Linked DNA regions of Mus musculus: regions 1 and 3 are each linked to region 2. The links are chromatin contacts, called in public HiChIP or PLAC-seq maps. All regions are on one chromosome and are shown on one strand. Each heading gives the region's core, a stretch centred on a gene start, on an enhancer-like site or on the middle of the called end of the contact. The rest is flanking DNA. Distances are from core to core; before and after follow the strand shown.

Region 1 (2,700 bases), core at 198-2,697, 730 kb before region 2:
CAAGTGGTCTAAACATTTCCTCTTCCAACACAAGTATGTCAAATATGAAGGCAACTGATGCAGCTTGCCTGCAGAGTTCCAGACATTATCAGACCTCTGAGCATTGAAGCTCTGAGATCCACCAGGAATGACTTATCTAACTTTCTTTCCGGGGGCCTGACGAAATAGCTCAGAGGGTAAAGTTCTTTACCAGGCAACTGTGAAGACAGATATTCAGAGCCCAAGAACCCATGTAAAAGCTGGGTAGGCATAGCAGCCGCTGGTAATCCTTGCAGATGATCCCTGAAGGAAACTGACTAGTGAGACCAGCTGAAATGGCATGCTGCTTGTTTAGGGAGAAGAGTCTGCTTTGATATATAAGGTATAGTAATTAAGAACACTTTGGACCACCACACACATGTACCTGCACACATACCACACACACACACACACACACACACACACACACACACAGAGGAAAACGAAATTCCTCATGGCTTAAATGAACCTAACTTCTGTCACAATACATCCCTCAAATTTCAACTGTTCTACCTAAGACTCTTTCAGCATGTTGACCACTAGAAAAAGGAACCACGTACCCTCCTGCTTTATATTGTTCAAAGGTTGGACTCCTTACCCCACCCCACCCCTGCCCTGTAGGCAGTCTAGTTCTGATCAGATCCTCCCAACACGAGAAGCTAAACCGTGAAATTTCACATCCCAGTTTCTTCCATCCTGACTGCGATAGCTGTCACAAGATTTTGCGAGTGTTGCTTTAATAGTCGATAGGAATTTCAAGTAATGCCTTAAAGTCAAACTGAAGTTGGGGCTGAAATAATAGCGAAGCATCCAGCTTTTTATGTCACAATTAAGTCTGATGAAGCCATCATTTTCTCCTGCTGCCTGGCAAGCCCAGAATATAAAGGAACTTTATTTCATGTGGGAGGGAACAGAATAGGGATAGATTTGCGGAAGTTACAGAAACAATGATAAGAAGAGATAATAAATCAACAAGGAAATTGTTGCCAGGCAACATGGTTGGTTGTCAAAGAGATAGCCTTCAGTAATAACCCTTGGCAATCTTCAATATTAGGCTGTAAATCTCTGAATAAGAATGACTGAGCTATGAGTGGATCAGGGTGGACACTCTTCCAAAGAACCAGTGCACCCAGCTCACCCATTCTGTCTGTAAACATAACTTCTGCCTCTCTGAGAACTGTGCATCTGTTTCACTGACTGGAACACTTTGTCTCTTGTGTATTTAAAATTATACTGTGATTGTAGTTTTTTTTTTTTTTTCTCAGTACAATGAACCCAGGTTGCCATCTCCCTACTTACTTGGGTCCCAGAACTCTGGCCAGAGGTAGCAAGGGCATGTGACTCACAGACAGTGAAACTGGGGTCCTGTGGGAGTTCTCCACAACCTGAAACCAAATTAGGTAGGTACAGAAGGCGGGGCTAGTTGGCTCTGGGGTAGGAGATCTGCATGAGCAGTGTCAGTCTGTAAACACTGCGGAGGAGGAAGATACAGTTGCTAGCCTTTGTACACACTGGGAGAAGGAAATACAGTTACTAGACTTTGTAGACACTTATCAGTCTTCCTAAACAGTACACCAGAACTCCCAAGAAAAGCCTTGCAATTTCTCTTGAGCCTGGCTCATATGCGAAACAGCTTTGCCTATTTCCCATGTGAGGCCTTGGGCATCCTTGACACAGCTGCGCCCAGCCTGGCCCATATGGATAATAGCTTTGTCAATTGGCCATGTGTCTGGCAGGCCTTTGCTGTCCTCCACAAAGCCTTGGCCATGATAAAAATCCATATCTCCTCAGGATTTCACTCACGCAAGCCTTCCTTTGCTCCCTATACCAGTTGATGCCAAATTCCCTTATATTATTCTTGTTAGATCACCAACATTTGACCAGTGAGTCCCGTACATTCCCAGGTCCATGAAGTCTGTAGAATGTTGGATTTGAAGGAACATTACAGAATACTGGGCCACGGTCTTCATTTCCATGGCTGTGGGATCTGCTCTATGACTGACAATCTCCTTTCTTCTTGAATCTGTGTTCCACAGAGCCTGCCTTTTATGCTTGGAGCCCTCATCCTGTCTTTTCCTTGTTAAAATAGTCTATGGCAGGAAAGTCTGCTCTGCTCACCCTTGTCTCCAGCTGCTAGGCATTTCCAGGATTCAGAAACACTGACAAATGGATGTGAGCAATGACTTCCAAGATCTACAGCAAAGCTTAGTCACCTAGAGGCTGTCCTGACATGTTTGGAAGAGTCCCTCCATCCTTCCCTCCCTTCCCCGTGTGAGGCTTTGTGCAAGACAGTGTCAGTGCATAGATGAATGGGCGGGCTCTCTGGGCTGAAAGCTGGCTCTTGAGACTGTGGACAGCTTGTGTAACATCTCTTTATTGGTTTCATCATCCATACAATGAGAACATGTTACATCTAACTCATTAGCCGGATGAGAGGATTAAAGAAGCTTAAAAATATTCTAGTATGTAGATAAGTATGAGATATATCTCCCTTTTTTGAATCTTTGCCATTATTTTTAATCAAGATGAAGCAAAATCTGCCCCCCAGAAGACTAGGACAGTCTGTTCTCATAAGTGAAGGTTAAAATCAAGGGCAGGAGAGGTCGAGGTGGAGAGGAGCCGGGATCTTTCCTATAGAGGGGTAACTTTTCTTACTGGGCTGGTGGGAATTTTAGCAGTATT
Region 2 (2,700 bases), core at 57-2,556:
GTTCTAAATAGGGCAGGGGGGAGGAACACCACCCAGTCTGTGCCAGTCTCCATGGTTAATTTGTCAAGGTCTCTTTTAGGGTTCTATTCATCCTTTCTACCTGACCTGAATTCTGAGGTCTGTACATACAATGTAATTCCCATTTGACCTGTAATACTTGACCACCCCCTGACTTACTTGGGCAACAAAGGCAAGGCCATTATCTGACCCTATTGCTTTTGGCATTCTGAAACTTGGAAATTTTTTTCAATAATTTTCTTGACGACTATCTGAGCAGTCTCATTTTTACAGTGAAAAGCTTCTATGCATCTCGAGATCATATTCACAAAGGCAAGAAGGTATTTATACCCATATTTTCGTTGGTAAAGTCTACTTGCCATAGATGCCAGGTTTGTCTCCCCGGTACCTTTTCCCTGGATCCACTGTAATGTGGCAGACATTGACATTTTAGCAGGGCACACACTTGTGCAACACCTGCTCCACAAGGTGTTTTAAACCTCATACATGGTACTTAGTCTTGGAGAATGTCTGGATGAGCTTGCTTATCCCTAAGTGCATCTTTTTGAGCATAGACTCTGCTTGTCTTTATGGCAGAATTTTCTTTCCCCTGGAGGTATACCACAGTCTCTTATTTTTGTTGAACTGGTAACTATAATCTTTGGAAATGAGGGTTAAATCCTCTGCTGTATAGGCAAACTTGGGCTCTGTTGCCAGGAGCACCAGCAGGGTCATGGCTGCAACAATTCTTGGTCTGCCATGTTGTCGTCCCTTGCTTTCATGGTATCTGTCTAATGGTGACTAGGACAGTGGATGATGTTTACCTTGGCAGGGTCATGGAGGTCCCTCAGGAGAGCTGGTATTTTCTCATTGTTCTTAATTTCTTTTCCTCCAGTTCTCAGTAGACCCCTCTGTTGATATATGGCCCTATGGACATGGGCTGTGGCCAAAGCATACTTGCTATCCATGTAGACATTGAGTCTTTTTTCTTTTCTTATTTCCAGGACCTTAGTGTGGACGATCAGTTTTGCCTTTTGGGCTAATGTGTCCTCTAGCAGGACCTTTGTCCAGATAACTTGGTGTCTGTCTACCACAACTGCTCCAGCATGTCTCATTTCTTTTTCTAGATAGCTGTTCACATCTGTTAACCAGGTAACATCTGTGCCCTCTAGTGGCTTGTCTGTAGATCTTCATGTCACCTATGTGCCTCAGCAAGAATTTGCTGACAGTCATGTACAGGAGACTCTATGTCTCGTTCTGTGAGCATGGTAACTGAATTTAGACATGCGAGGGTCAGGGAGAAGTGACTCTTTCAGAGTTAAGCAATAGAGTCTGGTAATGAGTCATGTGAGCGTTAGTCAGTCATCAGTCAGGGGGCTAGTGAACCATGCTCTCTAGAATTCTCACAGAATTACCAAATTCTGTCCTAGAGTCAATTTATCTGTGTTCTTGACCAGTAACATCACAACAGCTACTATGCACAGACAAGCAGGCCATCTGTAGCCACAAGGTCTAATTTATTTTGATAAGTATGTGCTGGGAACTAAAATAGGGGGCCCTGGGGAAGAGGGGGAAGGACCCCGTCAGAGTTTTACCTATTCTCTCATCAGTCAGGCATGGAAGGGCTGCTATACACTTACCACTCATCCCCGGGTGAGCATTTAAGCCTCTGACCCACTCTTCGGGGTGGCAAAAGGGCAGCCCTACTGGGAGCCCTAGCTAAAGCCACTGGGGTTATGGGAAAGAGGAATGAGGGAAGTAAGGTTCCCAACACCAGCAAGAGTGAGTGCAGCGGATCTTGACTGGAGCACAGGAAGGCCTTCCATCAAGAGATTAGAAACGGCTCATTAGGAGAAAGCCTATCTCATCCTCCAAGCTCAGTGGGTCTTGATGAGCAGAGACATTCTATGGTTTTAGAGCTTTATTATAGAAAGGCAGGGAGAAAGAGAGAAGGTAGAAGAGAGAGGGGGAAGGTTAGAGAGAAAGAGAGTAAGAGGGAGGGAGGAGAGGACAAAGAGAGAGGAGAGAGGAGAGAAGACAAAGAGTGTCATGGACCGGGCTCAGTCAGCCCCCCTCAATCCATGGGAATCAGTGTCTTGGACAGATGGGCATAGAGTCGGTGAGAATGGGGTACAGACAGAGGCAGACAGGAGAGAATGTGTTGGGTCTGAATGTAATGTCCAAACGAACACCAGGCTTTTTTATACAGAAGAAAAACAAACAAACAAACAAACAAACAAACAAACAACCAGGAGAACACATCTGCCAAGTTACAGTGACACAAAACAAAAGGAATGCATACATCAAAAGATGGAGGGAACCAGGCCACATTTACCACTTAAAATGGTGCCAGGTGAATGCTCTGATGCAATGCTAGTCTATTGTTAAACCCACCATCAGGGGTTCTTTAGTAAATTCCTGATTATGCTATTCCACTGGGCCTAGTGAAGAAACCTGTACCAGGGGAATGCCCTTCCACTAAATCTTTCATGGACAAACCACCTATTTGCTAGGACATTGTGTATTCCTGTGTTTGGGTGCAACTCAGCTATTGTCCTAAGTAATCACTATGCAGATTAGCCCTGAGCTTTTCTAGATCTGTTCTTTGTAATGCTTGATTATTTTCAGGGTTTCTACTAGAAGTGAATTCGAATGTTACTGAATAGGTAACATTCTTACTGCTCCTCAAGCTCACCTTTGACT
Region 3 (2,700 bases), core at 113-2,612, 640 kb before region 2:
CAAAGCTCAAAAATACATTTTAAAAATGTTTCCTCACCACACCATCTCACTTCAGTGAGAAATAGCAGAGGTTTGGTGGGCGCATCCAACTGGTTGTGTAGCTGCAAAAAAACAGTCAACGGTGCTCTCCTTTACAAAGCTGATGGAACCTACTATGTTTTACTTATGTCTTGTAACTCTTGTTACAGCATCTTCATTGTTAATACTTGACAATGAATCATATAGTGAATTCCGATGACTTCTTGTGACTCATTCTCTATCAAGCACTGAAATCCCAATTGACATCCTAGTAGCTGGAACACGGTCTGTGCACACATCAGCATCCCTTCCTCAAGAGAAGTTGATCACTGTCATAAATGAATCAATTGTGCTAATAAATTGTTTGCAGTAACTGTTGTTTCAAGAGGTTTGCAAAGATAAATTTTTTAAAGTCTCCGTCATTAAAATACTTCACTTAAACCTATGAACAGTTTGCCACACCTGTAGACTCATCAGGCTGAATGCTGGATATTGAATACTTGAGGTGAAATAGCAATCAAGAATAGCAGACATGTCATCGATTCTTCTTCAGAGAGTGCCGTTAGATTAAAAAAGTTGCCATCAATTCCATGACAAATTCATCTCTGATCATAACTTGATCAATGTCTTTGGCTGCTGGCAACAGTAAATCTCCAGTGTTGGTGTGACATTTCATAGTTCTGTCAATTCTGAGTGACAGAATTCAAAGCTTCTCAGCTTCAGTAAGTTGGAGAAGACAGTACAGTGTGTGTGACTTTGGGTCTCAGACCTAAGGAGACCCAGGTCAAGAGCCTGGTCCTGGTAGGGTTTTGTGGCCTTCCTCAGGAAAGAGCACTTAAGATATTAGACAGCAAACATTAACAAGGGTCTGTGAAATATTTTCCTGTTTTCCTTGAGGCAGAAGAAACTGAAACAGAGCAGACTTCATCTGCAGAAGCTGGAGGAGCGACTCCTACTGAGCAGGAATGTGGAGGAGGGTGTTCCTTAAGGCTCTGGTGTGTTTATGACCAAGGAGGCAAGAATAAAGAGAAACAGATCTTAAATTCTCATCTACCCGACCCTCCCTCATGGACCCTCTCTCCCTCACACTTTCTGGATTTGTTCCTTTCATCAGACAACTAGGAAAGTTTACCTAGCTTCACCGCTGATTGCATGGATTTCTCTGTTAAAGCTGTTGAGATTCCATTCAGTAGGTGTGGCACATCCTTTTCTACTGATTTCCAGTTTCTACTGCTTCACCTTTGCTGCCCAGTTGGCCACTGGTCTTTTCCCTCTGCCGTCATATGTTTATTCATTACATACTTCAGCTGGTATGCCAGATAACAGGCTGGGTCCGGGAAATGAGGAGTGAAACTGCCCCAGCCTTCAAGTAGGGTGTGCAGTGACCCTGATCACACACTGGCAATTCAGTGCAAGCACAGCCTGTCTGGTCACCTGCCCTTTTGTCTCCCTGCCTGAGTCTCAGTGCAGCCAGCTCCCCTCGGCAGCATGACTCCTATTGGTGCCTTTTTTACTGCGTCTTTTCAGATGTTCATCCATTGGCCCAGTCCATGAGTTTGGAGTTTAGCTTCTTTCTTTGTGTCCTGACTATAACTTCCCAATCAAATGCCTGAACTTACATCCCAGCTTTTGTTTCAAATTCATATGATTTTACACACGTGTCTAGTTTGGTCTAAGTCAAGTTACCTGCTTCTCCCCTTCAGCTCCACATATACAAAATACAAACAAACAAAACAAATAGCAAAACAACAAATAAACCAAAAACAATGATGAGTCCTGCATTGCTGGTGGTTTCAAGTTTTTATAAAAACAGCAAAGAGAGTATGAGAAGGGAGGTTGTATACGGTACCCAATGTATACTGTGTGAAATTGCCCTTATCTTGCACAGTACTATGGAAATGAATATATACAATGAAGTTTTTAAATGGACAAGTAAATAAAAAACAAAACCTAAATAATCAAGATAGTATGTTTTCAAAATGACTTAAAGAAAAGAAACCCTTATTTACTGTTTAAGGGGACACAAGTCTGCACAGATACTATAGAAAACAATATGGAGTGTGCTCTAAAAGGTGAGTATGGATCTACCATATGGTTCAAAAAATCTCACTTTTTGGTATGTAGCTAAAGGAAATAAAATCTGTGAGTACAAATAAAATTTGTATGAACAAAAGATGGTAACACCTGTTTTTATCACAATATTAATCCTAACAGGGATTAATTAGGGATCTGTTTGTGTGCAACAACTGATGAACAGGAAAATAGAGAGTAATGTGCATTCATAAAAACAATGAAACTCTGTTCTGTCTTAAGGAGAAAGAAATCTTGCATTTTAACATCATACACAGGCCTAGAAGATAGCACGTTAAGTTAAATTAGAAAGTCCAACACTGTGAATTAAAAGTTATGTAGAAGTTTAAGATTCTTGAAAACAATTTAACCAAGTGGCAGTTAGTGTAGAATGAATGTGATACTTTACACCTCTGTTCACAAATCATAGCCCAACACAAACAGCAAGGGGAAACAGAAAACAGCCCAACCCAAGGTCAAAAAGCAAACCAGCGGATTTACTTTAAAAACTTGACTTGCTTTGTTTTTAAGATAGAATCAGACAAAACTTTCATCCATAATATAGAATAACTGATCCCTGCTGTCTGTGTCTGTCCACTGGAGTTTTTGGTG

The links. HiChIP or PLAC-seq counts read pairs in DNA pulled down with a chosen protein or histone mark.
Region 1: a contact with region 2 is called in an H3K27ac HiChIP or PLAC-seq map of acute myeloid leukemia, with 3 times the contacts expected there. The contact joins two enhancer-like sites. A contact is called at or near these places in 5 of 115 datasets of contacts at active chromatin or transcription factors (the 230-238 cell line, acute myeloid leukemia, bone marrow-derived dendritic cells and 1 more).
Region 3: a FOXA1 HiChIP or PLAC-seq map of pancreatic cancer cells shows a contact between it and region 2. The contact joins two enhancer-like sites. A contact is called at or near these places in 2 of 15 datasets of contacts at CTCF or cohesin (the NIH/3T3 cell line and large pre-B cells) and 4 of 115 datasets of contacts at active chromatin or transcription factors (the 230-238 cell line, embryonic stem cells, large pre-B cells and 1 more).

Annotation. Positions count from the first base shown.
Region 1 is chr13:32,830,639-32,833,338 of GRCm38.p6, forward strand. No RefSeq gene overlaps it. Among named protein-coding and RNA genes, the nearest start is that of Serpinb1a, 19 kb to the right of the region's middle. Within about 2 kb of position 1,448, at least 119 of the 459 cell types and tissues checked have an H3K27ac peak or open chromatin away from gene starts, as enhancers often do. A contact at or near this core is called in the 230-238 cell line and acute myeloid leukemia, where this site is marked.
Region 2 is chr13:33,560,580-33,563,279 of GRCm38.p6, forward strand. Gm6093 (predicted gene 6093) reads right to left here. Exons shown (of 3, transcript NR_131141.1): 3 at 1,907-2,700. Among named protein-coding and RNA genes, the nearest start is that of Gm6093, 7.4 kb to the right of the region's middle. Within about 2 kb of position 1,307, at least 34 of the 459 cell types and tissues checked have an H3K27ac peak or open chromatin away from gene starts, as enhancers often do. A contact at or near this core is called in the 230-238 cell line, the NIH/3T3 cell line, acute myeloid leukemia and 1 more, where this site is marked.
Region 3 is chr13:32,923,774-32,926,473 of GRCm38.p6, forward strand. It overlaps a transcript of Serpinb1c not described here and the pseudogene Gm18311. Among named protein-coding and RNA genes, the nearest start is that of Serpinb1c, 27 kb to the left of the region's middle. Within about 2 kb of position 1,363, at least 67 of the 459 cell types and tissues checked have an H3K27ac peak or open chromatin away from gene starts, as enhancers often do. A contact at or near this core is called in the NIH/3T3 cell line and pancreatic cancer cells, where this site is marked.